2 separate regions of the Pan troglodytes genome follow, and region 2 is linked to region 1. A link is a contact called in public Hi-C data. All regions are on one chromosome and are shown on one strand. The core of a region is the stretch at or near the end of the contact, and the rest is flanking DNA. Distances in the headings are between cores, read along the strand shown.

The links. A called contact is a pair of places that touch in the nucleus more often than the background predicts.
Region 2: a contact with region 1 is called in a Hi-C map of induced pluripotent stem cells, with 2.0 times the contacts expected there. The contact joins two enhancer-like sites. A contact is called at or near these places in 4 of 7 Hi-C or Micro-C datasets (blood, induced pluripotent stem cells and stem cell-derived neural progenitor cells) and 1 of 1 other capture datasets (stem cell-derived neural stem cells).

What each region holds. Positions count from the first base shown.
Region 1 is chr3:16,523,706-16,529,433 of NHGRI_mPanTro3-v2.0_pri, forward strand. It overlaps PROM1 (prominin 1), which reads right to left. Exons shown (of 28, transcript XM_003310250.7): 5 at 4,091-4,296. Among named protein-coding and RNA genes, the nearest start is that of PROM1, 53 kb to the right of the region's middle. Within about 2 kb of position 4,211, at least 8 of the 24 cell types and tissues checked have an H3K27ac peak or open chromatin away from gene starts, as enhancers often do. A contact at or near this core is called in induced pluripotent stem cells, where this site is marked.
Region 2 is chr3:16,690,971-16,696,788 of NHGRI_mPanTro3-v2.0_pri, forward strand. It overlaps TAPT1 (transmembrane anterior posterior transformation 1), which reads right to left. Exons shown (of 14, transcript XM_016951383.4): 3 at 222-340. The coding sequence starts at 337. Among named protein-coding and RNA genes, the nearest start is that of TAPT1, 22 kb to the right of the region's middle. Within about 2 kb of position 4,176, at least 9 of the 24 cell types and tissues checked have an H3K27ac peak or open chromatin away from gene starts, as enhancers often do. A contact at or near this core is called in induced pluripotent stem cells, where this site is marked.

The DNA.
Region 1 (5,728 bases), core at 2,961-5,460:
AGTATAAAATGAACTTTGAAAATAGCCAGCTTCCTGAAAATGACTGGAATTCAATTCACCATGGGAATTATTAGCAAGACTGGCTTATCATACTCAGAAACTTAGAAACATACAAAGGAAGTCAAGTCATGGTTTTTTTTTTTTCCTTCCATAACCTTTATGAGAAATGCAGCGGTGACAAGCAAAGAGAAAGAAAGGAGAAGAAACTTGGCTTTTTCTGGAGTAAGACACATCTGCTTAACAGTCTACAGTGAGAGGTGGAAATTTGATCTTGTGCTGATGGTCAAACAGACTGCATAAACATAAGTCAGTGTCTACGGAATTCTCACATTCCACAGCTGCCTCTGGGAACCCTCAGAGAAAGAACATGCCCACGTAGATTGCACATCTGCTAGGGCATCTTTCTCCTTAACACCTATGTCTTCCCTTCACCCCCTAAAGAAAAGATTTACATTTTTTAAAATAAAAAAGGATGCTCAAAACTAACTTGAAAACCAACTGCGTTTAATTGTAACATTTTGAGCCACAAAATGAAATTGAGTCCAGTAAAAGGCAGGTGGACTGCTCTGGGTTTCTGAAAGAATTTTTTTAAAATCATATGCAAAGATTATTTCTCAACAGTGTCCCATCTCCGCTGAAGTCAATGTCAGCTAGAGGCCCTGCATTAAACAAGAGAGAGTCCACTCTCCTATCTTTCCCTCCACTTCCTTTCTTTCCCTTTCTGCCTTCCAATTTTGTTGACATTCTTTTCCTTCTTATTTTTATCTAATCTTCTGATTTTGTTGACATTCTTTCTTCTCCTGTCTAGCTACTCATAATAGAGAAATCTTAACTTTCCCCAGGTCTTTAATCCTCCTGCCTAGCTTGGATTACTTGCAAACAATATGTAGGTATTATGCAACTCATGATGTTTAAGGTATTTGCAAACCAGTGGGGGTTTCAAAAGGAAGCCATTAAAATAGCTACCGTAAATCAAAAAGTTCAAGGCAAAGAAGCTTAAATTCTCATCAGAATTTAAAGTGAGAAAAAAAAAATTCACATACTACTCTTATTTAAGCCTACTTATAATTTATATATAAATTCAATGTGCTATATGAAATCAAATTAGTTTTAGTTTTGTCACAATCTCAGTTGATCAATTTTGGTTTAATTATATTGAAATCTAAAATTACAATTTTCACATTAATGTTTTACTTGGGTGGGAAAAAATTGTTTTAACTGAATGTGTAGGAGGGTATAGAATCACAGCATGCATTTTAAAAAAGAATTTTCTAAATTAAAATATACTTAGAAAAAAACATATTGATTTGATAGGTCTGAGTTCTCAAGAATTAACAAAACGGTAGCTTTCATTTTATATATAAATGGAAGCCAAGTTTATTTTTTACTTTGTAGCTTTATTGTTGATATATTTTGGCATTTTCAACATAATGTAAATAATCAGCTGAGAGTGAACTATAACATGCATAACACATAACTATATGTAATGTAAATAAAAGTTCAATTTTGAAAAAGAAACCCATTGTAGTGGCTAGGCACGGTGGCTCATGCCTGTAATCCTAGCACTTTGGGAGGTCGAGGAGGGCAGATCATTTGAGGCCAGGAGTTTGAGACCAGCCTGGCCAACATGGTGAAACCCCGTCTCTACTAAAAATACAAAAATTTGCCGGGCCTGGTGGCACATGCTTGTAATCCCAGCTACTAGGAAGGCTGAGGCACAAGAATGACTTGAACCCGGGAGGCGGAGGTTGGAGTGAGCCGTGATAGCGCCACTGCACTCCAGCCTGGGTGACACAGCGAGATTCTGTCTCAAAAAAAGAAAGAAACCCAATATATTGGAAACCGATTATTACACAGGTAAACACTTATTCAGGTAAATAAATAACTACATTCAATAATGAATTTTCCTGAAATTATACTATATGTATTGACATCAAGTGAAAATTATTAACTTGTTAAATAAGTAATCGTTCTAACTAGAAGCCCTAAGGGCAATATTTTCAGATGATGCTTTCACATCCAAGTCTCATCTTTGAGGTCCAGGGTGTATGGAGCGGGTAAACATGGCTGTGCAAGTGTCCAGACAAATGCGGCGTGTAAGTTTCAGGCTTACAGGAAACACACCAGGGATCCCCGGTGGGTTTGACAGGTTTCAGGGCTGTAACTGAGATTCTTCTGGTAGCTGAAAAGGAGGTAACTACCCCTATAACTAGGAGTCTGTGCATTCCTTAGAGTATATCAAATACAAAGCAGAGAGAGACAGGGACATCTGGAATGACCACTACTGACCTGATCCCAAACTGCCTCTCAAAATCAAATGTGAAAAAAACAGTAAGGATCAAATGATTTTTGGAGACACAGAGAAAGAGACAGACAGTGACAGAAAAATACACAGAGGCAAGGAGAGACAGAAAAGAGAAAAGGGAAGAAAAGAAAGAGAGAGAGGGAGAGAGAGATTGACAGGCAGAGATGCCCACACCCCAATGTCATGGAGACAAAACAAGTAACTCTCAGGCTAACCAACAATGCATGAAGTCATCTAACACATTCACTTGGATCTTGTTTACACACATACATAGTTAAGGTCGATTATTCCACTATTATGAGCAAAAGTATGTCTTTGCTTAAATAGTCACTGCCCTGGAGTAAGTGGTAATGCATTGGCCTTTGTCTGTTGTGAAGATTTTTTTTGTCACTGTTCAAGTTTTAGTGAAGTTAATTCAATAGGTAATACCCGAGCCTGGTACATAATCAAAAGAGACAAAAAGCCCAGCTACAGCAAGAAATGAGTTTCCTTCCTTCCCCTCCACAACCCTCAATTTCCTTTCCAGAGGCAACCACTGTTGCCAGTTTCTTGTCAACCCTTTCACATCCCATCTGCTCTATAAAAATATGACCCAGTGCTTGTGTCTCCTTCCTGATCTTTTTTTTTTTTTTTTAACATAGTTACCATGTTCTACACATGGTCTGCAACCTGCTTTTTTCACTTCATCTGTCATGGTGACTGTTTGGTATCAACAAATCCAGAGCTGCCCGGTCCTCTTCAATGGGGTACACTGCATTCCAATGAGTGGTCACCCTAAGCCATACGCATCTTATCAGACCCCTGCTGGTGGCCACACTTAAAGGCTTTCCTTCTTGGGTTTGCAGCTAGAACTCCAACTCACAGGACTTACTGTTTTCTGCTAAAATTCCTGAATATCACTTCCTTAGTAAAACTTGAAAAAAATCTTACGGCTACTGAGCACATGTGGTGTTTGGAGAAACAACAAAGAGAATGCTGTTGGCCAACCCTTGCTGTGCCTTCATGTCATAGGCACATTTACTTCTGTTGCTGCATGCAACAGTGGCGGAATGAATGAGGAAATGTGGAACAATAACCAAGCAACATAACAAGGGAACACCGTTGTGGCGCACGTTCTTCAGACGAGCAATCTAATTTGGACTCGAAAAAATGTCATCTTACAAGCAAAGTATTTCTGATCTGCCAGTCAACGGGAAAACTTTGGAAAGCAGCAGACACTGCAGCAGAAACACCCTAAATCGTGAAGTGTGTTCCAGACTTAAGGGAGGGTAGCGGATTAACAGCACATAAAAGAAAAATGAGTTTATTATTAGAAAGTCAATTGCATTCTACAATATTTTCAAATTTCCAAATTCAGGGACTGCATCTGTCCATCAAGATTCCTTTGGACTCAACTAGCAAATCAACTTGCAGATCCATCTCTCTTTTCTGCATGCTGCCTGTCTGCAAATAGCTAATTAAGAGGAGTCTGCTGTGCTGGGAGGTAAATCCTTTCTGCAGTCCAAGATTTCTCAGGATACCTTCAAGAGGAAAAAAATACCAAAGGGCTGGCTCATCAGCTCAGCTGGGGCAGCTTCATTACAATGCTAATGTCTGATGATAATGAGATCCTTTCGAATCACTCTAGACAAGCGCTTATGTTCTCTCTTTTCTGTTTGGTGGGTTTTTTTTTTTTTTTCATTGTTGCTATTTTGTTTAGTTTTAAACTCATGGTTTAACCACAAAAATATGAGACACTCTTCATCAGCCTAAAACACAATCAGTTTTGTCCAAGATTGTACTTGCCTTATTATTATACAAATCACCAAGAGGGAGATTGCAAAGCATTTCCTCAGGAAGGGCCCATTTTCCTTCTGTCGCTGGTGCATTTCTCCACCACATTTGTTACAGCAACGACACATACAAAAGAAATACCCCACCAGAGGCATCAGAATAATAAACAGCAGCCCCAGGACACAGCATAGAATAATCCCTGCTTCATAGTAGACAATCTGCAATTCAAACAAAAGAAACAGCACATATTGTAACACAAAATAATAAGTAGAACATTCCATGGTGTACAAAGCTCTTTTTTTTTTTTTTTTTGAGACAGGGTCTCGCTCTGTTGCCCAGGCTGGAGTGCAGTGGCGCGATCTCGGCTCACTGCAACCTCTGCCTCCTGGGTTCAAGCAATTCTTGGGCCTCAGCCTCCCGAGTACTGTATTTTTAGTAGAGACAGGGTTTCACCATGTTGTCCAGGCTGGTCTTGAACTCCTGGCCTCAAGCAATCTACCTGCCTCAGCCTCCCAAAGTGCTGGGATTACAGGTGTAAGCCACCGCACCTGGCCATGTTTCATTTTTTTAACCTATCTGCCATCATTAGTTGAATCTGAATGTGTACATATATACATATATATATGTATATATGTATTTTTTTCCATTTTGAAGCTCCTTTTTGAAACAGAGGAAGCAGAGAATTGAGTTATTAAATACATGGCCAAGTGCTTACTGGAAGATGTCTTTCAACCCCTAGGAAGATGTCTAAATGCTAGTTCGAGCTGCAAATGGTTTAATTTTAACCCCAAAGGTATTTTGTTTGTTTTTAAATGGATCAATAAATCTTGGCAGGAGTACTTGCATAACAATCTACATATAAGGTGCTTTACACACTGCACAAATAGAAGTTAAAGATTCAAAGCACTTTGGATTGGCTGGCAAACAATTACTCGAGAATCTGGAATGTATCTTAATTTAGAAAAAAGGCTCAGACTCTAAGTCAGGCACGTTAAACACAGGCCAGTCACAAGGTTCCTCCTCTGATACACTGGAAATAATAATACGTACCTTGTCAAGTCATTGTGAAAATTAGAGATAATGCATGATTAGAAATAATGTGACAAAGGACCAAGCACTGAGTAGACACTTAATAAAGGTGCCTCTCATGCCATGCCCAGGAGCCAGATCCACAGTGAAGGACCGACCTTGGCAGTCCGTGTCTCAGACGGTTCCTGAGTTCCCAGGAACAGCACAATTTCTAGATACAATCACGTGACCTAAACATATTTTCATAATCACTGCTGACTTTATTCCGGGATAAATGAAAATTAATGCAACTAGATGATGAAACTTGATGTCATTCCAATTCATGCATGTAGCTGCTTATATTTCTAAAGAATGGCAGAAAATTGCAAGTTGGCAGTTTGCAACTAAATGGACAATCTAGACAGCTGCGAATTCTGAAGCCAAGCTGAGCAAAGGAAAATAAAACACGAGTCTTGTTCCTGGGAGCAAATGTGATGTCTTGGAGGAGAGACCTGCTTTACATCCCAGCAGGGGGCTTCCAGGTCCCTAAAGTGGATGGTGTCACATTAGCATTAACTTCATAAACATATTGTGAGGGACAAATAACTAAATGACTGAATGTAAAAACAACTAGCCAAGTGC
Region 2 (5,818 bases), core at 2,926-5,425, 170 kb after region 1:
AAAGTTTCGGTTCAAAACAATTCTGGAAAAAAATAAGCATATAAAAAGCATAATATTATATAAACATATTATATAATATCCATTAAAAAGGTAAACAGTTTATGCATGAAGGGCCAAAGTGTGGATGAAACTGTATGAATTATCCTTACTCTGCAACCACTACAAGTATTAAAAATAATGAAATACTATACATTTACAATAGTTAATGATCTTAAACTTACCTTAAGCCATAGCAAGGCAAAGTGAGGAGCCTGAATAGTGCCAGGAAAACTCTTAAAGGAAGCAGGGTGAACACATACAAAAACGCATCCAGGCACAGAAAGATTCCAAAAACCATCAGCTGAATTTTAACAAGGAGAGAAGAAAAAAAAAAAATTTTTTTTAAATACTTGTAGATGAAAATTCCAAACAACCAGAATTTCTAAACATTATAAAAAATTAATTTCTTAAAACTTAGCCCTGGGAATAACAAATTAATAGTTCTACTCTTCAAAGAGTGAGTCTGTGCTTCCTCAGAGCCTTTGGTTTACGACTCACAAAAGAAATTACTCAAAAACAAGTTGCCCTTGACCATAGTTAATGGCACATCATCTGATGTGGCTTTCTGAGTACTTCCTCAAGCTCTAGATATTATGGAAAATCTTTATTCCTCATAATTTTGCTATTCCTGTTTATTAGAATGCTTCATTGATGGGAAAGACTGGAATATATACTGAGTTACAATATTGTTTATGTTAAAAATATGCAAACTGATCACTAACTTTAACACAATTTCATGTGCACTGAAACTTGCTGCACTCAGAAGGCCTTATTCTTAATTCCAGGACCAGCCTCCTAGTGTTTATATTTCTCCTCCTTTCTTGAGTACTTGCCATACCCTTTCTTTTTGTGGTATCATTAGACACTCTTACTTGTTAAGTTTAGGACTATATTTCACAGAAAGAGGGTGAAGTCTTTCGAGGACTTGGCCAAGTAGCCACCACTAGGCTAACAAACTCAGCTACTCATTTTAAGAGTGGCAACTTTCTGTATGTCTGACACACAATTATGGTATGATACATATGCCCTCACCACAGCATCCATGTATCTTTAGTCAATAAATTGCCCTGCCTCCACAGATTAAAATTCACAGTTACAGGCTGAACTGTGTCCCCTCTATCAAGTTCCTATGTTGGAACCTCAGAATGTAACCGTGCTTGGACATAGGGTCTTTAAAGAGGTAATTTAAGTTTCGGTCATTAGGGTGGGCCCTAATCCAGTGTGACTGGAGTCCTTATAAAAGAGGAAATTTGGACACAGGCACAGACAGAGGAGAGATAATATGAAGACCGAAGAGGAAGGCAGCCATCTGCAAGCCAAGAAGAGGCCTCAGAAGAAACTACCCCACTGACACTCGATTGCACACTTCCAGCTTCCAGAACCGCAAGATAATAAATGTCTGTTGTTTAAACCACCCAGTCTATGGTACTTTGTTATGGCAGCCCTAGCAAACGAATTCACATGTCTTTAAATGAAAGAATACACTTTATTAATTTTGGATAAAAATATCTCAAAAATATGCTACACATAATATTTGCCAGATTTCTTAATCTGAATATATAGTCCCTTTTTTTGTTTTTAACAATTTAGACTCATTATGAACAGCAGTGAAAATACGATGCTAGATTAGCATAGAGTCACGTGCGGTAGATTAGCGTAGAGTCCCAGTGTTGCATGTTTTCTTGTCTTACACACAAAGCAGTACAGCAGGAGGCTGAGCAAGGTCCATATAGATAGAGTTCATGGTCCTTTTCTATTACTCTCCTATCACTGAGAAGCCTTTCCGTCCTTGCGAGTGGACTGCTGGTTCAGTACTGAGGGTAGAAACTGCCAGAAACCTGATGTTCCCAGAAGGAGCGTTTGTGATCCACTAAAAAGTTGCAACTCAGTCTGAAAATCAGGTCCCGGATAGGCAGCCAGGCTGAAATTTAGTTCCTTCCTAGGCAGCTTCCAAAGCACTGAAGACAGTTCAGCTCAAACTGACTACAGAAAGCTTTGCAGAAGAGTATACAAGTGGGAACACACTGGGAAGTTCTTTGTGCAAAACTGAATTAAAAGTACTGAGTTACAAACTGCAGACATATAATTTTAAAATATTTTCTAAAATTCATTCTCAGCAGCAATTTATCAAAATGTACATGTTTCAAAATAATCTTTTGCTTAATTAATATCTTCAGGTACTTCTTTAAAATAAAAAGAGTTATAAGTGAAAACAATAAAAGGACAGAAATGTTCACCAGGCTCTCTGTCTCTGAGAGATCTTTTCTGGAAGGACTTCAGAAGCCTTCTACAGGTTCTGGGCAACGCAACCGGGCACTGGCCAGGTGCTGGGCTTGGGCCCTGCCTGTGCATGGCCGCAGTCTAGTACCACCCACACTCTGCAGTGAGACAAGGAGTTGGCCTGGGTTCTTGAGTGGTGGAGGCAGAGCCAGGACTTCACTCAGTCTGCAGAAAACTGAAGCACTATTTCTACTAATGACACTTTCACTCATCCTTCTGGCCTCACTCACCACTGGATTTACCATTATACACATTTTAAAATAAAGTTTAACATAAGTTTTTAACATCTGAACTTTAATGCTAAGGAAATTACAAAATGAAAATTATCCTGTGACATTGTAAGTAAACAAAATATTCACTTGTGAAAATTTCTACAACCTGCTCTTATCATATTTATTTTGAACCTAATAGTACTGCACTTAGCATCTGAAAAATATCTGCCTCAAGAGAAATAAACAAGTAAAAACGCCAGCCTCTTTCTGTGGGGAATGAAGCAGGGTTTCTTCACCTTTTAAAAAATCTATGTGTCCCTTTATGACAAAAATCTCCTGCCCTTCTTTTAGCACCATTTGAAATTTCAAAATAAATAAAATGTTATGGCTAAAATGAAAGAAGCATAATGATTTTGCAATATATCTCCTTGAATTACACTAACCATCTTCTGGAAATTCTGAATACCATCTCCTCCACCACAACCACCAAATACCACCTGCTAGTCGAGGATCGCTGGTCTAGGGTGTTAGAAAGTAGGAGTAAAGAGGCTTAGTCTCACTTTTATAAAGCTTGTGCTAAAGCTCTGGGTCTACTCCTGTAAAAGCAGAGACCATATCTTGCTTAATACTGCACTGGGAGGAAAGACATCCTCTCCAGGGAATTCACAACCCAGTGAGCTTGACACAAACCGCACACTAAGTGCCAGATGAATGATGTGCTCTGGAAACACAGGTGAAGAGCCTGGGTCTGTAAAGTGTGTGTATTTGGGGGCAGGTGAGAGTGGCATGCACACCACAGGGAAGGCGGTGCAAGAGATAGCAGAGATGTCCCACAGAGGAGAGAAGACGGGCACTAGATTTTGCCAGGCAGTAAAGAGGACCGAATTCCAAACCAAGGAAAGAGCATGCACAGGTACAATGTGAGTAGCCTCCTAGCGGTGAGGTTAGGATATAATCATTATGCAAGAGGCATAAAAATCATGTTCAGTTCATTGTTAAGGAGCTCAAATTTTCATTCTTAGGTTCCAAGGTATCCTTGTCTTTTGACTGTTTTCACTTATAGCTCTTTTATTTTAAAGAGGTACCTGAAGATGATTAGGTTATTTTGAAACATGTACATTTTGATAAATCTCTGCTGAGAATGAAGATGTTCTCAATAAACTCACATATAGGGATCAATAATCAGCAGAATGTTAAGGGGAACAGGATATCAATAAGAAAACTATAAATGACTGACTTTGAAAGCAATTACTGCAGATTCAAGGTCATCCCTACAATAAAATCATTTTAATCATCCGAATTAAAAAATTCATGCCCCAGAAAGTCTATACTCTAGGAGATGGCCAAGAAAGGGATTATCATGAGCCAAGTTCTCTTATGATAGGCAAGCTATGTAAGCATATGCAGCCATAGAAAACAAGTCAATTGATTTTAATTTGTAGGACTATGCACATAGAATGATAATGAGACTTTCTTGCTTCTCTTACTTCCAATCCATGTTGAATATTGTTATATTTTAAGCACGTGACCCACATTAACTTAATCCTCACAACAACCCACCAGGCAGGAACTATTACTTGGTATTTTGCTTGCTACAGACAGGGCTTAGACAGGGCTGTGGTGCTCCTGCTGAGAGGCTGGAATGATGCAGCAAGGCAGGAGTGCCCTCAGGGTCCCAGGGCAAGACTGAGTGTCACCTAAGGAACAGAGGTCTTAGCTGCGGCTCTAGGCTCTGATCCTACACCTTCTATCTAGGATCAGATCGACTTTCTAGGGAGTGGTCAGCACGAAGCACCACAGCAGGCTGCAGTGAGCAGAGAGGACAGTACGGAAGGAGAAGAGCCATCAGTGTGAATGATCACAGCAGCCTGACATAGGACAATGGAAAGACAGAGGAGAAATTTAAGACTGTTTCCAAAGCTGAAATGAGAGAAATAAGTGATTGATTCACAAAGATAAACATGGCCCCATGGTGCCAAGTTCAAAAATTATCTTTTAAATACATTAATAAATGTGCTAGAGGCCTAAAGGCTTTGCTGGCTTGTCTTAGAACTATCTGATGGGTCTCATATGCCCAACCTCCCCTGAGAAAATTAAGAATGGTAAGACTGTTGCAGAAAGAACGCGGAAGCTGTGGTCACCACCACCACAAGCAGGGTGTGACAAGCCTCGAGAGAAGGGGAGAAGCACCAGCCAAGGCTGCTGAGCTTCTGAGACATGTGGATCCCTACTGGCTTTCCTGCTTCTCAGCAGCCACACGGCAGGGGCTGGGGGACAAGGGGGGGGAACATCTGCACAAGGGTGTGTCACCAGCAAGAGCTGCATTATGAGAAGAATTTAGAGGGATGATTCTCTGAACATGTTTTTATGAAATCAGAAACTGACTAGGATGCCCAAGAAAACACTGCCATAAATATGGGTCTGAGTAAATACTCTCTATTAGTTTCACAATGAAATCCCAGAACTGTTTTACTGAAATAAAGGGGAAACAATAGTCATTACGTTTTCTTAACATATCCTCAAACTGACATAAAACAAAAAGGCTTTATATGACATTTTAAGTCCATTTGTTTGAAATGAACTTTTGGATTATTTTTTCCTAAATGTTAACCCCACCACAACCTTCAAAAAGGCAAAATTAAGTTACTCCGCTAGACATTTAAATCTTTCCATCTACCCTCACCATTCCTCACAGGCAAACTCATTCAATGAATCATGCACTATTAGACCTCTTGAGATGACCTAGGTACAGCCTTCTAATCATAGAAGAAAGTAAAACCCAAGAGAGATTTGATGCCTTGATCAGGCCTCAGCTATTACAAACAGACTCAAGAAGCTAAGGTTGTTGATGCTTGATTACAAATAATTCCCCTGTATGACAGTAACCCTTCCCCCTTTCAACAATAATAGTCTATGCCTAGTAATAACAATATATCAATACTTACACCTTCAATCTGACAAATTTAAGGCTTATAAAAATTTGCTACATTGGTAAGAAAACTAAGTCATTCTATTTAAGCAGTTGAATTTAATTTTTAGAAAAATGTATTAAATAGCTATAATGTACAAGGCATGGTAACAATGAAATAATGAATTGCCAAAAAGCACAGAATTACAAGGTAAAGAAAAGTCAACAGAATATTTTCATTTTAGTTTAACCAGATATGCAAGCTTACATGAACATATATAAACACGGAAAAGAATATTGCTAAAAGGCTTCATGATAATCCACAACATACATCTGACATATTTAACACAAGAAATAAATACCATGAGAGGGGAATAAG